6 separate regions of the Mus musculus genome follow, and all the other regions are linked to region 2. The links are chromatin contacts, called in public ChIA-PET, HiChIP or PLAC-seq, Micro-C and promoter capture Hi-C maps. All regions are on one chromosome and are shown on one strand. The core of a region is the stretch at or near the end of the contact, and the rest is flanking DNA. Distances in the headings are between cores, read along the strand shown.

Region 1 (3,289 bases), core at 429-2,928, 440 kb before region 2:
ATGTAGCACTGTCGTCAAATCTCTCCGGGCTGTGTGCTGAAATATGTGTGTGTCTTCAACTTGACATAGACTTGGGGTCATCTGAGAAGAGGAAAGAAGTTGAGAAAACATTTCTATCAGACTGGTGGCCTGGAAGCAAGTCTGGGGTCGGGGGGGGGGGAACATTTTCTTGATAATGATTGATATAAGAGGGCCCTCCGCTCACTCTGGGTGGAGCCACCCCTGGGCAGGGGGTCCTGAGAGGTACAAAAGCTGAGCGTGAGTCTGGGGAACAAGTCACTGTAAGCAACATCCCTCCGTGGCCTCTGCTTGAGCTCCTGCATCCATCTCTTGGTGATGGACTGAGACCCAGAGGGTTAAATAAAATAGACCTTTCCTCCCCAGGTTGCTTTTGATCATGGTGGTATCACATCAAGCTAGGACAGGCTGGAATTACCAGAAACAGAACAATGGCGACCCCAAACAATATATATGGGCAAAAAAAACCTGGAAATCCTTCCCTTTGAGGCCCTAGTATCTTTGACTACCACCCACCTCCCTGCCCCTTGCTGGGGCCCCTAAACTCCCTCTGCCAGGTCTTGGAAGGGATTTGGAATCTGATGATCCTAGATGTCATCCGAGCAATAGAAGCCCCAGTCAAGGCTACTCTGGGGAGCCCTCGTGATCCCAGGATCCAATAGGAAGTGTCTGCTGCTTCCCATGGCCATCATTCAAGAGTGCCCAGCAGGACCCCACCCAGAAGGGCTTCTCAGCTTGCTGGCATAAGCGCGCCAATATGCAGGCGCAGTTATTCTTCCTTTGCTCGCCAGGCGTCGCTACAGGCCTAGAAATGGAAGGTGCAGCCAAGCGTTCTGCACTCCTGGGGAGTGGCCCCCGGAATTGTTGAAGCTCCTGGACAGGCCTGGCAGGTAACAAGAATGGGATCTGTGCGAGGAGCTGACACTTGGCGTTTTGACAATCGTGTTCAGCAGGGGTCCAAAGAATCTTAAGCCCCTGAATTCAGGCCGGTGTAGCTGATACCCATGAGGCAAATTCGACGGCCCTGGAGACTGGAGAGCTTGCGGAACCTGGGCACCCTGCATCGCCTCCGTGCACAGAGGAAGCAATAATCCTCGCCGCAGATGACCCATTTCACCATGATGACCTTGAGGCAGTTTTGCGAGATGTACGACCTGCCTCCGTCCATCCACCGTCTTTCCCTGTGACCAACTACTGACAACACTGCCTCCCTGTGAGCTTTTAGCACAACAGGACAATTGGAAATCTGTGCTTGGGTAACAAGTCTGAATATTCCAATAGCTAGTAATCGTTGAGCACGTCTGCCCGACATAGTTATTACACCACGAAGAGCACAAAGGTGAAATAACCTACCCAAGATGGTGAACAAATTCAAGCTAGGGACTAGGTGATCGGTCTCCGGAGCTCAAAAGCACTACACCCCCATTCATACCATTTTTGGGGACATGTAGGGCACAGGAGTTCAGGGAACCTAAGCTGACCTCGAACTAGGTATGCACCTGAGCATGATTTTGAACTTTTGATCCTCCTGCTTTCACCTCCTAAGATGATGGCCGTCCATTTTTTCAGTCTATGAGAGGCACTAGGCAGGCACTGAGCTGTCGCGGGCGGCAAGAGGGCGTTGCCTTCCCCGGGCCGCCCACCAGGTGGCGCGCCGACGCCACTCGTATCCTCGCACCACACCCGCGCTCCGTCTCACCATCGCCCCCTGTAAGGTTCTCGTTAACCATGGTGACTTGGGTCCAGCCGACAGGTGGCTGAGGGGTTTGCCACTGAAGGTAGTGCCAGGTGTTGGCGCCTGGCCAGATGCCTATTTTCTTCCTTTCACTCTTCATCTCCCAAGACGCTGAAATGTAACCGGAAGGAGCCCCAGCGCTCCTTTTGTTCAGTTTACAAAGCACTTTCAACCAGCTACATCCAGACACAGACAAAGACCGGGAGAGAGAAGCTGAAGCTCTCCACATCCTCCAGACGCCGTGATCCAGGAAGAGGAAAGACCAACTACTAAGATGGTGGGGGGTGGGCCTCAGAGCCAGGAACCTAACAAGAGCAAATAGACTATGCTTTTTCCAGTAAAAGGTCCCTTCGGGTGGTGAAGGCTTAGAAGCACTTGAAGTAACACGTAACACACACACGCGAAGGCACACACACATTCACATGCACGCATGCACGCGCACACACACACACACACACACACACACACACACACACACACACACCCTGGGACCTAAAACATGAACTTGGTACCTTAGCAGTCTCCCTCAGAGCATTCTAAGTCAAAGGTCCACCACTGAGTAATGAAAGGTCTCTTGTTTTCATTACTTCCTACAAAACAGATTCTGTGGCCCTACTGTGCACCAGCCCTGTCACTGTGCACTTGGTTAGCAATCCCCACTCTCGCTCAGATGAGCCTCCAGGCTCACACACGTACTGGTCTGCCCTCTGCAGGATGCTCTCCAGTGTCATCTGTTTTCACAATGCCTGGGCCCCAAGTACCCACAGGCTCGTCCCACACTTGTGTTCCCTAAGCCAGAGAGCTGGGGGTCAATTTGAACTTAGACACCTTTCTCTTAGACCCCTTTCAGAGCCACCCTCTCCTGTCCCCATTGCCCCTTCCGCACAGCCCCAAGTCTCTGACCTACCACCACTGCCTGGCTCCTCCAATTCACTCAACTCTCAGCTCTACCTCTCACAAAGACCGGGGTGCTCTTCTTGGTGCTGACTCCATAGTCACCCACAGCAACCCTCACACCCCTCTACTCCCACCCCCCACCCCCATCTCCCCTTCCCTTGAGCCCTTCTCCCTGTCTTCGCCACACTCGTGTCTTCTCCAGCTCCTCTTACTAAGGCTTCCTAGGCTCAGGAGATTAATACTCCATCCGTTTGCCTAGAAGACCAACCTCAACCCTCAGGCAGCCCCAGGCCCTCCCATCCTTTGGGCTCCAGGTAAATTAGGACCCGTCTCCTCTTGGAACTTGTGCTGTGTGCTAGCATCGCAGAGTCTGGGCCTTCCCCCTGCTGTCTTCCACATCTTCCCCCACCCCCACCCCACCCCACATTCTCCATGCAAATGAGGAACGCAGTTGCCGGTCCAGAAACACACTGCACACCGGCCAGGACCGGACATAAAAGTAGACACTTGATAACTATTCATGGAACAAATGACTCTTTCATCCGGGCCCCTCAGAACCCCACTCCTGGGCTCTCTTTTATCTGTGACTTTTCCTCGAACGGCTTCATCTGCCTAGAAGGCTCTTTCCTTCCCCCATGG
Region 2 (3,519 bases), core at 161-2,660:
TTTCTATTTAACTCCAGGCTCATCTGGGCTGCTCCTGCATCAATGTGGCCACATGGGGCTGCAAAGATCTCAAACTTACTTTATGCAGGGAAAGCTGCTTGCTCCCCCTGGTCCCTCCAGGGCTGTGTCTGATGAAGAGACAGCTCTGCTCCCATATGTAAATAGAGAGACAGGTACAGACCTGGGTTTACATAGTGGTGGCAACGACAAACTGTCAGTAATTGTCATGAGCAAAAGGACATCCTGGTCTCTAAGGGCTGCACCTTTGAGTGTAAGAGATAAGATCAGCTGTGAGGAAATGATTGTACCTTCTAAGGTCACAATGTCTAGATAGGGAATCAGACACAGAATGAGCTGGTTCCTCAAACACCGGAGCAGAATCCCATTGGATGGGCTCATTTTCTGCTTTCCCTTTTCCTTAGACTGGTGGTTGTGTAGATGTGTGTGTATACACATATATACTTGTATACATGTATATTGCCTTGAAAAAGTAGTATTTGTAAAGCAGTTAGCATAGTGCCTGCTGCATGTGCTGTTCTTATTTAATTATAAAAACATGTAGAAAACGATGCTCAGGGAAAATGAGTCTTGTTCTGCATTAGGGGAAATCTGAGTTAGACCAAAACAACATTCCATACACTCTTGGAGTTCCCTAATTCTTCCTCGGATAGTGAGATCTTTGAGTCAAGCCCACCTGTCTCCACCCAGCATCACACCTGTGGGGGCTGAGGTCCCATTCACTGCTTCGAGACAAAGGCTGCCCTTTGCTAATTATTATTTCTGATGGGTTGTCATCACCACCACTAAATATCTGTCTGGCTTTGCGGAGGAGCCGCTTCCAGCAGGGAACAGGATGAGAGGAGGCGGGTGGGCAGGAGAAATACTCCTTCATACATAACATTGAGTGTACTTAGCACGAAGAAGTTAAGTCCGGAGACCCGCAGTCACCTCTTAGGGACTCACATCACTGCGGAGGTCCGCATTCCAGGCAGCCGAACACAGTCGACCGTTCTCCGAAGAGCCAACGCCTGGTTTGTCCAGCGGGGATCGCGGTGCTGGCGGTGCCTTGAACGGCCTTTCCAGTAGCAGCCGCCGCAAGCGCCAAGCAAATCCACCTCTGGCCCCGCCCGTCCAATCCGTCTTGTACCGAAGGCGACGCTCCTAGGAAGAAGCTCTCCGCTGGAAGGGGAAATCCGGGCTTTAAGGGTTCCCGACAGGTGTCTGAGAGAGAGGGCGGAGTCGCGATAGGAGAGATGGAGAGGGAGGGGCGGCGCTGCCCCTTTAAGAGGCGGCGGCCGAGCGGGGACCTTTTCTCTTTCCCCGGAAGGAAAGCGGAGCCCGGACTGGGCGCGCAAGGTGGGGAGGTGCGGGGCTGGGCGGTGGGGAGGCGGGGCGCGCTGGGGAGGATCCCTCCCTCCTGCCCTCCTGGTGATCGAGGGCTTGCCGTTCTAAATCCTCCACCTAGCCGAGGTCCAAAGAGCTAACACCTCCAAGGGGGCGCGGCCGGGACCATCTAGGGTGTGGGGTGCTCGGAGCTCGGAACGGTGACCCGTCCACCGAACCAACGTGAGAGTAGATCCACGGATCTGGAAAACGGATTGGAAAAGCACCCGGAGCAGACGTGAAAGTGACCCGGACTAGGGTAAAAAATTGCCTGACTACCGGTGCAGCGGCTCTGCGGGCTCGGGTGTCCTCTGGTGGCGCCTGGAGCAGGTGAACCGTTCATCACTCCCGGTGCTGAGCCCTCTAGCGATTTCGCCCGGCCCCTTACGGCCCGGCCCGCAGCCATGGGCCCCGGCCCCTGCCGCGTGCCCCGCGCCCCTGGCTGGCTGCTCCGCGCTCTGGCCTTGATGGTGGCGGCTTGCGGCCGGGTCGCCTTCGCCTTCAACCTGGACACCCGATTCCTGGTGGTGAAGGAGGCGGTGAACCCCGGTAGCCTCTTCGGCTACTCGGTCGCCCTCCATCGGCAGACTGAGCGACAACAGCGCTACCTGTAAGTCAGCCTGGCGGCGGTGAGGTGGGGTGCAGAGAGAGGGGTATGTGCGCGGATACCTGACCTAAGCTAAACTGGAGCCCTGGGCCCGCTGACTTCCAGGCCTGCTGCTGCTGGCCTTTCCTTGTGAGCCAGGATTAAGAGGGCGGGTAAGACGGCAGTTCTCCGATTGTGGGGCTTGGCGGCAAGTGGAGGAAGGGGGTGGGGGGAGGGGGGCAGTAATCATGGCAAGTGCTGACCTGGCCAGAACCTGTCTAGACGCGACCGCTCCACATTTCAGACATCTTCGGAAGTAGGGTCTTTGTTGCCCAGCACCCTGAGAATCCAGTACCTAACATTAGCTTCTTTCCCGGGCTAGGAGAACTCTGTATATTAAACACCTATTACATCGCTCTTCCCCTCCTCCTTGAAGAGAACCGAGAATATATGCGTTCAAATCCCTATTAGCCCTCTCATTTAGCCTGTGGCCAGAGCAGCCACGCCCTCTGCAGAACCAGGCTGGACCACACTTCTCAAGGGCTTGGCATTGCAGAGTGAGGTGATGAAGAGGCTGGGCATTCGGAGCTGTCCAGAGACTTCCTCTTGCCCCTAGAGGAACGGACAGTAGAAGACAGAGGAGGCGCTGTCTTCTACTCTGAGGCCAGAGCCCACCCGGAAGCAGTGGGGGTACTCCCACCAGACATCTCCCTGCATTCCACAGATTCATGTTGAATCAGCAGCCCTGAGTGTGTTTGTTTTGGTTTGAAGAGGGGAATGGTGTTTTCTCTTTTCTTCTGCTCTTTGCAACAGCTGCAAGAAGCGGGAAGAGCCCAGCAGAGTGGAGGAGGGGAGGAGATTGCATCCAGCCACCTGCCCCTCCCTGAGCACACTCATGCCCAACGGGTCATGTCCAGGTGTCTGAGGTTTCTCTGCATAGGTTCTGTGTGCTTAGGTTGGCTAGCTGAGGGAAGAGGGTGACCAGAGGTGGTGAAACTGCCCAGGAGGGACAGTGATGATCCATCATATAAGCCCCTCCTACCTTTTTGAGCTGGGTGGTCTGCCAGGCATTTACTCCTGCCCGGCCTCTGACAGTTCCTAAATCAGAAGACACAGTCAAGGTAAAAAGTGTTGAAACCTCTCCCTGCTCTGACTGGGGCCTGTAGAAACTTGAGGAAGTTTGGAATGTTCAAAGTCCAACTCAACGTCAGTCTTTGCCTCTGTCCTGCTGGCCCAGCCCTTGTCCGTACTGCCCACCTGGACTTAGTCTCTACCCTACCTGGCCCCTGCAGAAGAAGGTGGATCCACCACACCCTTCCTGTCCTGGCTGGGCAGATTTAACCTTCTACCTTTCTGAGGCCCTCTGATAATAGTTAGTTGCTACAGCAGTGCTGTTGCCTCCCCCCAGCCCAGTCCAGAGTTCTCAGATGTTCTGTTGTTGAATGTGCATGGCCGGAACTAACACACTAGAAGAGATTCTGCAACATCTCCCGCTCTATTCTGTGACCTTGAGGACGATATGATATTACTTTCTCCGGGGCCGGTTTCCC
Region 3 (3,659 bases), core at 440-2,939, 510 kb before region 2:
CCAGGCGGAAGGACTCCCCAGGGACTTCTGAGGTCCTGCTTTCTGCCTAGACTCTTACATCCAGCCATGGTGGCTCATGAACATGAATTCTCAAAGCCACAGTGATGTCTACCCGTCCTTCCTGGGGACTGTCTGCTGGCCTTTATTGGCTACATAGGATAGGTTTTTTTTTTTTTCCTGCAATTAAGTTTAAGTGACCTAGGAAATCACCTACTCATGAGCAGGCCTGCTTTATAAATGCTCTTGGTCTGTCCCTTGTTTCTATTATTTTGGGACTGTATTTTTTTGAAGAGGAACTGGAGTCCAGACATAGCTAACATCTGGTGCTGGGATAGACTGTCCCCACACAGTTCTGTACCAGGGCCTTCGATGTCTGGGAACCAGAGAAGGGCGGGGCGGTGTTTCTTCTGAAAGACTGACTGCACATTCCTTGGCATACAGGTGGTTTGATGTGCCACGCTTCTAGAGCATGGCCAGTGTGATCCTCAGAAGGCCTACACAGCTCACGGATGAGTCTGTGGATGTTGAATCCATTCAACAGCTCTCCCCTTGAATCCCCTCCATGACTGAACACTTGGGTGGTCAGAGAAGACACTACTGTCCCTGCCCGTAGGAAACTCACAAACTCATGTAATCATGTTTGTGTGTTGTCTGTATACTCTGTGTGTGTGTGTGTGTGTGTGTGTGTGTGTGTGTGTGTGTGTGTGTGCATTTGAGGGCAAAATACAGATGTGGGCTTGTGTGACTACCACTGTGCAGTGCACACATGTGAGTGTGTAGGAGTGTATATGTGAATGTCAGCCTGTGTGCATTGATGTATGTCTGGTCTGTGTTAGGAGCCCTTGTAGGATGAGCAGGTCTATATGAATGCCTGAGGGACGGTATAGGCAGATGTCAGTACGTCAACACACACACGTACAGGTGCACTTGAGAGTGTGTTTGTGTATTCCTGGGGTTTATGTGCACACCTGTGACTCATTCAAGCTCATGAAAGGCTGGAGATAGAGTTCTGTGATACAATGCTTGCTTAGCATGTGTGTGTGTGTGGTCCTAGGTTCTATCATGTGTGTGTGTGTGTGTGTGTGTGTGTGTGTGTGGTCCTAGGTTCTATCATGTGTGTGTGTGTGTATGTGTGTGTGTGTGTAGGAGAGGGGGAGACAGGGACAGAGAGACAGAGACAGAGACAGAGAAACAGTGTCAGACAGATATCCCAAATTATGATATTGGGATAGATTTCACCTTGAAGGCCCCAAGGAACATATCCCTCCACAAGTTGGAACAGAGAGAGAATGGAATAAGGTGTGTATCCAACCATAAAAGGAGGGCAGCCTCATTTTCGGAATAAGGGCTAGGTAGGCAATTAGGCTAAAGATGTTTAAGAGAGTTAACCCCGAGGCAGGCTTCATCAGTAGGAGAGCAATGGCCCCCGTTGGATCCGAAGCATCTTATGCTCAGCATAACCGGAGGTGCCCTGGGTACGTGGGGCAGCCCACTGAGAAGCCACAGCGGGGCACACGGGTGCGGCTCCTCTCACGCCTCACTTGACTGCTCTGGACTCCCCACCCTAGGCAGCCGGGCGGGCGCGGTTCCGGAGGGGTTGGGGGGGGGGGGGAGTTGGGCGGGCTGGGCGGGGAGGAGGCGGGGCTGCTGCATTGCCTTCACCCAGCTGCTCCCGCCCGCTAGCAGCCAGAGCGAGTGGAGCCTCCGCCAGCTCCGGCGGGCAGCGGGCGCTGGAGCGCAGCGCAGCGCAGCTCAGCTCAGCGCGCAGCACCATCGGTCCGCAGAGCGGACTGAGCTAGAAGCTGAGCGCTGTCGCCGGAGGCGAGCAATGAGGAGGGCAGGTGCTGCCTGCAGCGCCATGGACCGGCTGCGCCTGCTGCTGCTGCTGCTGCTGCTTCTAGGGGTAAGTGATTAGTAGGAGGGACCTCCGTTAACCTTTTCAAAGAGCTGAACCCCAAGGGGATGTGGGTGCCACCACCCAGGGAACAGAATAAGACGTTAAGGTCCCAGATGCTGGCAACGGGTGGCGGAGGAGCTGCGGGATCATGACCCACAGGGGCGCTCCTAGCTTCTAGGACTTTCAGAGCGCAGAGGCGACCCAGTCCCAGGATAGAGATGCAGACAGGACTGTTGCAACGACACCCGTTCTTGGTTCTGCTTGCTGCTGCTGGTTCTTGAGCACTACGACGGGTGCGGTGTAGGAGACTGGGAGCAGTCTCGAGTGGGGTGGAGGGAGGTTTGGGAATCTCGGGCGCCTGGGTTCTTTTGACGACAGCGTGTGAATTTTGGGATCCCGAGGGGAGTTTTCTCTTTAGCATCTTAGTCCCTGGGGAGTTGTAGGGCAGAGAGAAGGAAGGGAAAGAGATCGGCACTAAAGATGTGAGGGGCTAGAGACGGAACAATGCGGGAGGCAGCTGGAGGGACTGGAGGCAGAGGGGACCCAGTATGGACAATGGGGACCGGCCAGACAATGGGGGGGAGGGGCATCGAAAGGAGCGATTCGGGAGTGGCAGAGAGGTTGAAGAGAGAGAAGTGGGCTTTATGGAGGGCAGAAAAGAGACAACCACAAAAGAGATAGAGAAATGGAAAGAAGGTGCATACCCTAAAGTGCTCGGGGCCCCGCCTGTCTGTCTACTCAAGGACGATGCGATGAGGACAGCCCAGTCACAGACGTTTCCCGCGTGGGTTCTAGCGCTCTTTCTAGCGGCCTCGCCCAGTCCGGGAATTGCGTCTGGGCATCCCAGGCAGGGAAGAGAGCGCTCACTTCACTATGGCAAATCCGCTTCTAGGGTAGTTCCTTGACAAACCTTTCACGTGGTTTGAAGCAACTCAGTGGACCCGGAGAGACAGAGCCGGGGCATCCCCCTACCCTATTAAACGCCGGCCAGCTCTCGAGATGCGGAGCGCTGGGACTCTCAAGGCTGTGATGGTTCCGGCAGCGCACAGCTAGGGGATGCAAAACCCCAGGCGACCCGCAGGGGGCACTGCGGGCGAGGGATTGCTGTTGGGAGCTGCGTGCGCGCCTTGGGCTGCGCACTGAGTCCCTTCTAAGTTAAGCCGCCACGGGCCCTGAGCCCTCCGTGCTCCTTCCGGTCCAGAACTTAATAGGATCATCATCCCGCCCACACCTGGCCAGGCTTTCGGTGAAAGTCAATGAACGCTTCTCAAATGAGACAGGGGCCACTTGGATGCCTGGGATTCTTGTCGGATTGCTGTTCGGAGACACCAACTCCGGCTAAGGTCATTAGGTCCTCCTTCTATGAACCTGAGTACTCTGGGTATTTCTGACCAGATCTTAAGGAAGGTTGGCAATGAAAGTGACGTCCTCTCCTCACTCTTCCCTCCACCCTTTCCACATCCGAGCACTGTACACCCCCCCCCCCCATCTCCATCTTACTGATAAGGAGGCAGGGACTTCGAAGTTTAAGCAAGTTGGTCACGATCTCAAGCCAGAGTCGTGTGGCTGGATGGTCACCTCGTTCCAGCTCTGAACTCCCTGGGCGCGCGCAGGTGGGGAGGGGGCGGCAGCTGGTTCGCTTCGTTTCACAGTAGGGATATGGGTGACACCATTCCAAAGGATAGGCAGGAGGTGAGATATGGAGGCAAGCGGATGGAAAACCCTTCTCAAGCCCAAACATGGTTCCCTGGAGCTGTCAGTC
Region 4 (3,421 bases), core at 509-3,008, 310 kb before region 2:
AGTTGGATAGTTGACAAACTGCAGGGCTGAGTTGCTGGAGACCATGGCACCCACATAGGAGACAGAACAGGCAGCATAGAGCCAGGTCCGAGTGCGATCCACCCTGGCAGTGTCAAAAAACTGGATCACTGGGAGAAGACAAAAAATAAAACAAAAACAAACAAAACATACAAGAGAAACCCGGTGGGGCAAGGATGGACCACTAAGCAAAAAGTTGAGGCCATAGGAAAGGAACTTGCCTGTCAAGTAAGACCGCTATTTCTATCCTCTTAAGCTGGGAAATCTCTGAAAATTATTCATCGTCCCAGTTCCCCTTAAGCCTAACACAACCACATGCTGAGTGGAGGGAGAGATTCACTGAGTTCAAGAAAGGATGGCTTAACTCTACTGACAGGAACAAAGACATGTTTGAAGCTGACACACAAAGCGAAGTCAAAGGGATAAAGGGGAAAATGTTCTAAGGGCTTTCAATGGGGATTTGGAATATAGACGGCCCAGTCGTCTCCAACTAAAAAGTTGGTATAATTTAGAGGCCTAATATTTTAATCTCATTTCACAGCCATTGGTTTTACAGTCTGTAGAGAAGCTGTTTAAATACTCAAGGGTGTGGAGGTAGGGAAAACTTTGATTTTTAAAGATGAATCCACGTCTATGCCCAGAATATGGGAGGAAGGAGAGTGAGCCCAACAAATTACTATGAGGTACTCACAGATCTTGGCAAACATAGCATTGATCACACACTGGATGAAAACCAAAGTTAAGGCAAAGGTGAATGTCTCCTGTTTGGGTCCTTCTCCATACTTCCCTCTTGTGCTAAGACGAAACACATAAAAAAGCAATTAGTGTGTGCTACTCGGTGGCATCAAGTATGTTCAGATCCACTGAGAGCTTTGGAAGTATCATGCTTTTGTGGGTGTAGTTAGAGTTAGGAAGGATTACTGAGCTCATTTACCCAAAGGAGACGATTTGATTTAAGCCTAAAAACTAAGTCTAAACAGTAGACGCCAACCTACTGCTACCATAGCCTAAGGAAAAAATATCCGTAAAGGACACAGGTAGGAGAAAAAAAAAAAGTCAAGACAGCTGAACAAAAGTATCCCCCGTAGGAGAAAAAAAAAAAAAAAAGGCAAGACCCAGAGCAAGAAGATTAACGGTCTGCAAACACCTCGGGGCTTTCTAAAAATAAAATAAAATAAGACCTGGCTCAGGTCACGGAGCACTCTTGGAATCAACAAAAGTAAAAATATCTAAAGGGAAAAAAAAAATCGCGTTCTAAAACTCCAGAGGCCGGCCCTGAAATTTTAGAATTACAAGGATGCTCAGCTAGCAATGTATAATAGCAGGGTGCAAAAAAAGGTCAGAGGGCCGAGCCGGAGAAGAGAAAACCCTGTACCAGACACAGGAAGCCTGAAGACTAGACCGTAAAATGGATGGTGGAGACTGAATTCCGGCCCTGGCTGGGGGATGCTAGGAGTCCTGCCCCCTCAAGGGTCTGCTCACATCTTCTCCTGCAGGATCCCATAGTAGAAATAGCAGACAAAGACACCCAAGAAGCAGAGCGGCAGGCGCAGCCGATCAGGCACCAGGGATCTACTAGCGGCCATGAGACGCACGGACGAGTCGGCCGAAGATCCGTTCAGAGCAGGTAGCGGTACCGGCGGCGAAGGCGAAAGCTCCAGGCGGACATCGCCGGCCGGCGGCAGGGACCTCATAGGAGCTGCGTGCGACCGCCGGCTCGTAGGCCGGAGCAGCTACCTCCAGATATGCCAGCTCAGAGCTTCCGAGAGGGAAATGCCTCCTGCCCCGGCAGGAGCGTTCTAGGAAAGAAGGAAGGCTTTAAGATCTTGGCTCCATTCCTGGTGGCCAGGAAAGCCAGCCATATCGAGGTTATTGTCTCCTCTTTTAGGTTTTTCCGATCAGGCAACGCCGAGGACATCTACAAGCTGGAGCTCGGTGGGGAGGCCTAGGCGATTACGCGGCGTATAGTGATGACGTATAAGTATGTGGATGTTATCAATTGGCTCCGCAGAGCGAAAATAGACAGATGGGCGGAGAAAGAGGCGGTGAGGCCAGAAGAGAATTAAAGGCTTTTTTTTTTTTTTGCAGTTGGCTGTCAGGCCTCGGCTGGGTCCTAACGCCAAGAACGCTTCATAGAGCCGTAGCGCCCTCTAGCCGCTGCCCAACGTTAGCGACTCCAACCCTGTCTACCCTGTGTTCAAGACCTGGCTAAGAAGTCCAGGTCCTCTTCTTTGGGCAGGGAGCCACCGGGCAGGCTCTGTGATAGGTCAGGGCTCTTATCACTTAGAGGCAGCACATCACGTGTTGCTTAAATTCCGAGCTACAGTTTTCTCGCTCTGCAAACGAGGGGTAATTAGTAATAACCACCCTGTCACTCATTGAACGGTGTGAGGATTAAATGAGCTAAGGTTTACCAAAGTGTTTTATAAACTGTTAAGTGTGCTGTGCAAGTTTGGAGTATTAGTCATCATATTTTCTCAACTCTAATCGTATTTCCTCACCTCTTCGAGGTGAAAAATTCAATTTATTGAAATGCCTTTTAAAAAACAACAAAAGACATAATCACATGTAGCGCAGGCTGTCCTCGAATCTGCTATGTAGAATAATGTTGAATTTACAATCCTTTTCTCTTTACCTCCCTTCCGAGTGTTTTTTTTTTTTTTTTTTTTTTTTTGGTTTTTCGAGACAGGTTTCTCTGTGTAGCCCTGGCTGTCCTGGAACTCACTCTGTAGACCTGGCTGACCTCGAACTCAGAAATCTGCCTGCCTCAGCCTCCCAAGTGCTGGGATTAAAGGAGTGCGCCACCACTGCCTGGCTCCCTTCCAACTTCTTAAGTAAATTTTCTTCAAGACCTTCCAACTCTCCAATGAAGCAACACACACACACACACACACACACCACACCACACCACACCACACCACACCTCTTCCTATTTTTGGTCTCATCCATGGACTTCTCCCTGATTTAACAGTTGGGTCTTCACCTGCTTTGCTAGAATTGCAAAAGCAAGACTTAACACCAGGTCACCAAGTCCCCTACCTAATAACAGTCCCAATTGTCAAGCAGTTGTGGGTCTTGGGTTGCTTTCCTCTAAGCAGGCTTGCTCCTTTGGCACGTCCTCAGGCAAAGGAAGGAAAGGCAGGCAGCACCACACCCATCACTGGGGACCTGACTCACTAAGGCTTTGGGGACAAGCCAGACATCTTTCAAGGCTAGGAGGACTAAGAGAAAATAGGGTCTGTCCCTTTCCTGGTGTCTCCTTCTGGGAGTCACTATACGTTTACTTTCTTGGCCTTTGGTTTATTCTAGTGAATCAGCAGACAGACACTTCCAGGGAACCAAACAGTGAGTCTGGATTCCACTTCTGCCTTTTATTTTCCAACTGGGACCTCAAACAATTCAC
Region 5 (3,380 bases), core at 37-2,536, 360 kb after region 2:
AGGTCTCCGGTTTCACCCTCAGTAATAGAGAGAGGTGGGTGGGGGAGAGAGAGAGAGAGAGAGAGAGAGAGAGAGAGAGAGAGAAGGGAGGGAGAAGAGAAGAGAAGAGAAGAGAAGAGAAGAGAAGAGAAGAGAAGAGAAGAGAAGGGAAGAATGGTAGATCCTTCTACCAGAGAGAGACTGCAGCCTAGGGGAGCCTGCCTTAAACTTGAAAGGACCAGAATTGAGGAGAAATAGTGAGACTATTTCCCTGCAGACAATGGTAGTGGCCAGGAGTTCAAGGTCACACCTGAACTGTCACAGGGTAAGCAGCACTCTTTACATGTACACATTCAAACAAAAAGCTCGCCTAGTAGGACATGTGTCTAGCAATGTCTTAGTCACTGTTCTATTGTTGTGGAGAGACCCCACGATCAAGGTGAATTGCATTAAACTGGGGCCTTGCTTGCAGTTTTAGAGGATCAGTCCATGACCATTGTGGCTGGAAGGCACACAGGTGTGATGCTGGAGCAATAGCTAAGATTGTTTCATCCTGATCTGCAGGCAGCAGGCAGACTGGGCGTGGCATGGGGTTTTGAAACCTTAAAGCCCACACTCCCAGTAACACATCTCTTTCAACAAGGCCACACACCTATTCCACCAAGGCCACACCTCCTAATCCTTCCCAAATAGTTCCACTAACTGGGGACCAAGCATTCGAATATATAGCAGTAAATGGAAGCCATTATTCAAATTACCACAATGGGGAGCGGGTAGGTACTGTAAAGTACACAGATAAAATAGAATAATTGCAAATCTGAGAGGTCTAGGTAGACTGTGGAAGTTACAATGACGTGAACTGAGGCACATAATGAATTCAGATTGCACATCTGAATGGAGAAAATGGGGCATGGAAGGAAGTGGGGGTAGGATGGTGTGATCTGGAGTCATCCAAGGGTACCCAGCCTGCTCCAGAGACGCATAGCCCCGGAGGGAGGGGGACTCATCCCAGGGACCTCTGAAGTTGCTTCACATCTTCAGGGGAAGGTAAAGCAGGTCAGGAGGTGGAAAGATACACGCGTCATCTTCATTTCCCAGAACGGGGCTGAGAGGTTGAGGCCACCAAGCCTGTCAGACAAAGCTCACGACACCTTTGATTTCAGAATGAACTCAAAACCAAAGACCCAAATTGAGCCCCGACTTTGTATCCAGCAGGGCGTGAATCATCCGACAGATGGTGGGGGTGCGTTTAGAGAGCCTCAGAGGGAGCAAGAGCGGCCCCTCAGATGGCCCTGTGGTGCCAAGCTGTTCTCGACCCAGAGCAGGCTAAGCATGGGGGGAGTTTGTGGGTTCTGCTCTTTCTGGCTTCAGGGAGCAGCTGCAACTTTGCAAATTCAAGTAATTGAGAGAGAGAGAGAGAGAGAGAGAGAGAGAGAGAGAGAGAGAGAGAGAGAAGAATCCAGATGTTAGTATTTAGCGCAGCCTGGGTCACATGTAGACTCTGAAGCAGGAGTGGGGACTGGGGGCTGAGCAGAAACTGACAGCGCCCCCAGGAAGGCTAGAAGTGGATGAATTTGCTCCAAGGGACAGGGGACTGCTGCCAACAAACAGCACAGGAAACCTGAGGTTATCCCAGCCTCAAGAGTCCCTGCAGGCTGTTAACGGAATGCAGGGAAGGAAGAATTCTCTCTCTTATTTGTAACTGCATAGACATTGAGTATTCCAGCGCCCATTGCCTTGTATGCTGCATTTTGTCACCTGCAATCAAATGCATCCTAAGTGTTTTCTGAGGAGCATAAGAGTGGAGCAGGGTTGTTTTGCCTTTAATCTTAGCATCCACCCCACGTGTTTCACCATAGTGTTTTGGTAGAACTTTAACATATTCTAAAAGGCGGTGCTTTTATTCTATTCTGTTTGATTGTGGTCAAAATTCTGCCTCTTCATTCTAACTTACAATGGACATGGAAAGCTAGGCTCCTGGTGACTAATTGAATTTTGTCTTTTCCACACTGAAAGCCTTTTTCCAAAATGAACGGCCAGCCCCCAGCATGTATGTAGCAGAGGACGGCCTTGTCTGGCCTCAGTGGGAGAGGATGCACCCAATCCTGCAGAGACTTGATGTCCCAGGGAGGGGGTGCCCAAAGAGTGGGGACACCCTCTCAGAGGCAGAGGGGAGGAGAGTGGGAGTAGAACTCTGGGAGGGGGGACCAAGAGGCAGGGCAACATTTGGGATGTAAACAATAATTAATTAGTTAATTAATTAATTTTTAAAATAAGAATAAAAAGAAAGTATGGTGGAATTCTGCACTCAAAAGAAAAAAGAAAAAAGCTGGACATGGTGGCACACGCCTTTAATCCCAGCACCCGGGAAGCAGAGGCAGGCGGATTTCTGAGTTCGAGGCCAGCCTGGTCTACAAAGTGAGTTCCAGGACAGCCAGAGCTATACAGAGAATCCCTGTCTCGAAAAACCAAAAAAAAAAAAAACAAAACAAAGCAAAAACAAAAAAACAAGAAAAAGGGGAAAAGAAAAAAGGAAAAGGAAAACACAAAAAAAGAATGGCCAGGTATATTGGTGCATCCCTTTAATCTCTGGCTGAAGCCCAAGTAGCCAGCCTGGGCTACATAGTAAGATCCTATCTGGGATAAAACAACAACAACAACAACAACAACAACGTAAAAGCAAATAACATAACAAAAACAAAAGAAAAAAACTACATGGAAGTTTTAAATTATTTATTGATTAAGTGTGACTTTTTAAAGAGCCATTTGTGTTCTCAGGTGACAGATGGAGCAGGACGCTGTGACAACAGAAATATATCGGTCACCTGAAAAACTGAGGTCTTTGCCACTCCAATAAACACAGCCTAACCTTGCTCCCACAGGGGAATGTCCAGTCTCATCTGATGAGCTGTCTCCTGCACTTTTACTGTAGCTTCCATCTTGCCTGTTTTGTCATGGACGGTTGAAATACTTTATGGGATGTTATCTTTCACAAGAGTTAATAACAAAAAGTATTGTGTCAAAAACTAAGCATAGCTATAATTAAAACCACATCGTGTTTCCTGTTGGTTGCTGAAGCCAATCACAATAGTCTTATCTTCAATAAATAGTACATTTAGAATTTCCTGTCAGAGAAAATTATTTTTAAATGATAGCTCAGAAAAGAAATACGAAAAGCTCTCATGCTATATATTATTAATATGATTTATGTCATGTGCCTTGGGAGAATGTTGAAAATATGCCAATAAATTAGTTCAAGAAATATTAAATATTAATTTGGTTGATGAAAAATTAAATATTAATGAAATGCTCAAACACCAATTATACTGCAGTATGAACGTGTAAATATTTTCATAAGTAATTCCTGCTCTATATTTATGTAGTGGTATAGGTCACGAAAG
Region 6 (3,654 bases), core at 217-2,716, 280 kb before region 2:
GCCCCTCCCAAATCCCCAAATTCTTGGCATGTCCCAACCCCTCTGAGGAGACTAAAATGCCATGTTTCTCTCCTGCCTAGAAAATAAAGGAGAGGGCACTTCTAAAAAGATTAGGTTTTCGACTAGGGAAAAAACAAAAACAAAAACAAACTAACCTACTGCATCCCCCAAAATGGTTTGGCAAGCACCTGTTGTTTTAGGCACCAAAACTGAGTGGGAGCTGCTAACCCAAGGCATCAATTTCCCCTAAGGACAAACCAAAGCCAAAACCAGATAGCGATGCTATCCTGTGCCATCCTTAAAGAGGCTGCAGACTAGCAGGCACAGTGCTGATACCTAGGAGGGGCTATCCAAACAGCATAGGTCTGACAGTCCTATCCTCACTGCAGTGTGACTGCAGCCAACACTACCATCTTCACGGATCTGCCTTCCCTCTGCCAGCAGGGCCCAATCTGGTCCACCTTGCCTCCTAGGGATTCTGAAGAGAAAAGAAATGCAAATATGCTTTTATTCCCGAGGAAGATACAGGGAAGGAGGTGGAGAAAGAGACGACTACTGAGAAGTCTGTTGCAAGAAGGTTCTACAGGTGTATCACAGGCCTGGGGATTGAACCTAGGGCCTCACACACACCAGGCAAGCACTCTACTCCTGAGCTATGGCCCCAGCCCTCTCTTTACTTTTTATTTTGGGACAGGGTCTCCCTACCTTGCCCAGGGTATTCTTGAATTCAATCTTTAGTCTAGGGAAGCCTTGCCTTTCCATTTCTTCTGCCCTAGCCTCCTCAGTAGTTGTGATTACAGGCCTGTCCACCAGGCCTGGCAAGGTACTTGAATTTACTGTATATTCACTGTCCTTTACTAGGGACAGCCTACTGCTCTCCTGGATACTGTCTGTCTGAGAGAAGTGTGCGGAAAGGAGTAGGCAAGGGATACGTGCCTGTAGTCCCAGCACATGGAAGGCAGAGGCATTAGGAACAGGAGTTCCAGGCCAGCCTTGGCTACAGGGTGATCCCTTGTCTCAAACAAACAAAAGTCAATAAAGCTTCTTAGAGACTTGGGCATTGGCAGCTGTTGATGAGCAAGGGCTTAAGCTCCGCGGCTCACAAGCATCCCCTAGCAGACCCACAAGTGAGGGGGAAGTGGGTGCTTATGGGCATACCGGAAAGATGTGGGGAATGGGCGCTGTCCTGCACTCGTGTGATTACAGCTAAAGGATAGGAAGTGTTGAGAAGTCAAAACGGTTGCTTGTGGCTGAAAGATGAACTGGTTTTATTTCTGGAAAGCGCCCCTCTCAGATTTGGGAACCTGGGAGAGAAACAGAACAATCGGCTCCTGTATCAGAGAAGACAAGCCAGTATCATGACAGGCAATGACAAAGCAGCCAGCACTGGGGCATGGGCTGGGTGTCTGCAGGAGGGTGGGGTGTCCTGTTTACAGCACCATGGGGTATTATCGGCCCATCGCATGCAGCAGCCTCCACAGCTCAGCCACCTGGCGAGGCACCCTGGCACCAGGCCAGACCATTTCACCACACAGCTGAGCAGTGGCGGATGCTTTGGTTCTTGGGCAACAGCAAATGGAGAAAACAAAACAAAACAGCACCTACTAGATAAGAAGCCTTAGGTGCTATCTTCCAGAGCCACTTGGCCCTGTCTCCCAACTGCTACACTTGTTATGGCTCCAGGGAGAGGGGCTAAGAGAGGAGAGGCCCAGCAGTCAGGTGGTGTCAACGGAGCCAACTGCACACACGGCAGATAACGCCTTTGGTAAGTAGGTATGAGTGCCCACTGAGCATCAACGCGCTGATAGTCTCTGCTGATGGGAGAGGAGTAAGACAAGAAGCTACTGGCAGGGGAGTAGAGGGGAGAGCTGATGCCACTGCTCCATCAATGCCAGCTATCTGACACCAGGCACACTGGCAGGGGATACCCACACCCACCCCCAGCAAAGGTGCTTTCAGAAGGGCCACCAGTTCGTCTCTGCCTCCCCCTAAGACCTCTCCTTTGAAATCAACTCAAGCCTAACCCTGGCATAGGAACTCGAAGGAGAGGTGAGAGTCCTCAGGATGAAGACTATAGATAATGTAGGGCGTGAGACATCTCTGGTTCTTCTCAGCTTGGCCAGGGGAGAGAGCAATCAGCTCAGACCCAAGCCTTCGGGTTGGGCACCTGGAGGGACAAGTTCATCGTTTCGCTGTCTTGCAGGCCAGGTAGGAGGGAGGAACCTGGGATGGGAAGATGCTCTTAATCCCACCGACAGCATGTGCCTAGCCTTCCTAGTACATCTCCAAAATGGAGACATAATTTTACACCCAGCAAAAAACTCAACAACTAGCTGGTTCAACAAACAAGGCATGAGTCACTTTCTCATGCCATCAGACTTTGAAGCCTTCTCCCATCCCCTCTTTTAAAGAGAAAATAGCCCTCATGACAAATATGCTATAGGAAATAAGAACATCCAGCTGAGGGAACACAAAGCCAAAAGCTATGCATGCTCACCGCGAAGCAGCACAGCGCTACAAGGATCCTGGTTTCTCTCCATGCTCATAGGCACGCGTCTGTTTCCTTTTGTTCAGTAACCAATGAGCTTCACACAGGGATGAGATGCAGGCAAAGCCAGGGCAGTGTGGAGGGACCCTGAGGGACCCTGGGGGCTCCTACCCTGCCTTGTCCACTTGGGGTGTCCACCTGGAGAACAAAATACAACATTTTCCCCCAAGAACTGATTCGCAGGACGGAGGGGAAGTTCCTGCAAACAGCCTCACAGGGATTGTCTTTCTATTTTTGGACGTGTGCTGGGATTGAACAGTGTAGATGGCCTCATGAGCTCCCTGTGGTTTGGGGCCACTTCACTGCTTAACTCGGGACATGTGGGTTTTGGAAGAGAAGCTGTGGTGAAACCGAAACCCCCAATATGACTATCCGGGGGTTACAGACCTCCATGGAGAGCCCACAGAGACCCCATCTATATGTCTATTGGGGGGGTTACGGACCTTCATGGAGGGCCCACGGAGTCCCCATCTATCCCAGCTGTTACTTTGGAAATGGAGTGAGAGGGCTTTCTCTGTTCTGTTGTCTAGCACTGAAACTCAAGGAAGCACTCTATCGATGAGCTATAACCCCAGTCCTGACTAACATTTCTTTCAACACTAAGCCACAGCTAACTTAAACCTTCACAGGGAGAAGAAACTCAAAAGAACTAGACTGGAAGGGGCGGGGGGAAGTTCCATCATGCTATCCCTTCCAAAGAGACTTTACCCAGAAAAGAGCAACGGGATTTGTGTACACTCTAAGAACTGCTCAGCCAAACCCTCCATCAATCACTTGACTCCATATTTAAACGTACAACTCAAGAGAACCAGGGAAACCATTTCTGGCTTCATGTCTGACTTCCCTAAATGTAGATCACGTCCGCAGGCAGCTGGAAGAATGGGTCAAGAGAGAAGCCTTTTTAGAGATGTCACTGTGGGAAAAGAATATAAAGAATCCACTAACTGTATCTTCCAGGAGGCAAAGGGTAGCCCTGCAGTGTGTGCACAGGCATCAAAAAAAAGCGGGCTGTGGGCCTCTGACATTTGTTCAGCTCTCAAGAAACTACAGTTAGAAGAAAAGGAAGTAGGGTGAACTTTTCACCCTTTAACTTGATTCTCTGAAGA

Evidence for each region. Promoter capture Hi-C pulls out the DNA fragments that hold promoters and counts their contacts. A called contact is a pair of places that touch in the nucleus more often than the background predicts. ChIA-PET counts read pairs in DNA pulled down with a chosen protein or histone mark. HiChIP or PLAC-seq counts read pairs in DNA pulled down with a chosen protein or histone mark.
Region 1: a Micro-C map of embryonic stem cells shows a contact between it and region 2, with 1.7 times the contacts expected there. The contact joins the enhancer-like site here to the promoter of Itga3 in region 2. A contact is called at or near these places in 6 of 39 promoter capture datasets (the 3T3-L1 cell line, the HPC-7 cell line, hippocampal neurons and 2 more), 1 of 15 datasets of contacts at CTCF or cohesin (pro-B cells), 3 of 484 Hi-C or Micro-C datasets (all in embryonic stem cells), 3 of 115 datasets of contacts at active chromatin or transcription factors (embryonic forebrain and embryonic stem cells) and 2 of 9 other capture datasets (adipose tissue and liver).
Region 3: a promoter capture Hi-C map of hippocampal neurons shows a contact between it and region 2, with 5 times the contacts expected there. The contact joins the promoter of Ngfr here to the promoter of Itga3 in region 2. A contact is called at or near these places in 4 of 39 promoter capture datasets (hematopoietic stem and progenitor cells, hippocampal neurons, liver and 1 more), 1 of 484 Hi-C or Micro-C datasets (bone marrow-derived macrophages) and 1 of 115 datasets of contacts at active chromatin or transcription factors (pancreatic cancer cells).
Region 4: an H3K27ac HiChIP or PLAC-seq map of extraembryonic endoderm stem cells shows a contact between it and region 2, with 2.3 times the contacts expected there. The contact joins the promoter of Slc35b1 here to the promoter of Itga3 in region 2. A contact is called at or near these places in 2 of 39 promoter capture datasets (hippocampal neurons and liver), 1 of 115 datasets of contacts at active chromatin or transcription factors (extraembryonic endoderm stem cells) and 2 of 9 other capture datasets (adipose tissue and pancreatic islet).
Region 5: a promoter capture Hi-C map of the 3T3-L1 cell line shows a contact between it and region 2, with 2.9 times the contacts expected there. The contact joins the enhancer-like site here to the promoter of Itga3 in region 2. A contact is called at or near these places in 5 of 39 promoter capture datasets (the 3T3-L1 cell line, the HPC-7 cell line, HPC-7-derived erythroid cells and 1 more).
Region 6: an RNA polymerase II ChIA-PET map of memory CD8 T cells shows a contact between it and region 2, with 7 read pairs. The contact joins the enhancer-like site here to the promoter of Itga3 in region 2. A contact is called at or near these places in 4 of 39 promoter capture datasets (cranial neural crest, liver and stem cell-derived epiblast-like cells), 3 of 115 datasets of contacts at active chromatin or transcription factors (extraembryonic endoderm stem cells, memory CD8 T cells and pancreatic cancer cells) and 1 of 9 other capture datasets (embryonic stem cells).

Annotation. Positions count from the first base shown.
Region 1 is chr11:95,519,305-95,522,593 of GRCm38.p6, reverse strand. No RefSeq gene overlaps it. Among named protein-coding and RNA genes, the nearest start is that of Nxph3, 6.4 kb to the right of the region's middle. Within about 2 kb of position 1,678, at least 119 of the 459 cell types and tissues checked have an H3K27ac peak or open chromatin away from gene starts, as enhancers often do. A contact at or near this core is called in embryonic stem cells, where this site is marked.
Region 2 is chr11:95,074,605-95,078,123 of GRCm38.p6, reverse strand. Itga3 (integrin alpha 3) reads left to right here and starts at 1,410. Exons shown (of 26, transcript NM_013565.3): 1 at 1,410-1,993. The coding sequence starts at 1,788.
Region 3 is chr11:95,585,728-95,589,386 of GRCm38.p6, reverse strand. Ngfr (nerve growth factor receptor (TNFR superfamily, member 16)) reads left to right here and starts at 1,689. Exons shown (of 6, transcript NM_033217.3): 1 at 1,689-1,903. The coding sequence starts at 1,829.
Region 4 is chr11:95,383,193-95,386,613 of GRCm38.p6, reverse strand. Slc35b1 (solute carrier family 35, member B1) reads right to left here and starts at 1,758. Exons shown (of 9, transcript NM_016752.3): 1 at 1,501-1,758; 2 at 710-813; 3 at 1-128. The coding sequence starts at 1,604.
Region 5 is chr11:94,711,552-94,714,931 of GRCm38.p6, reverse strand. No RefSeq gene overlaps it. Among named protein-coding and RNA genes, the nearest start is that of Gm51874, 4.0 kb to the left of the region's middle. Within about 2 kb of position 1,286, at least 9 of the 459 cell types and tissues checked have an H3K27ac peak or open chromatin away from gene starts, as enhancers often do.
Region 6 is chr11:95,354,698-95,358,351 of GRCm38.p6, reverse strand. The region is part of intron 1 of Fam117a (family with sequence similarity 117, member A); the gene reads right to left. Among named protein-coding and RNA genes, the nearest start is that of Fam117a, 20 kb to the right of the region's middle. Within about 2 kb of position 1,466, at least 145 of the 459 cell types and tissues checked have an H3K27ac peak or open chromatin away from gene starts, as enhancers often do. A contact at or near this core is called in extraembryonic endoderm stem cells, liver and memory CD8 T cells, where this site is marked.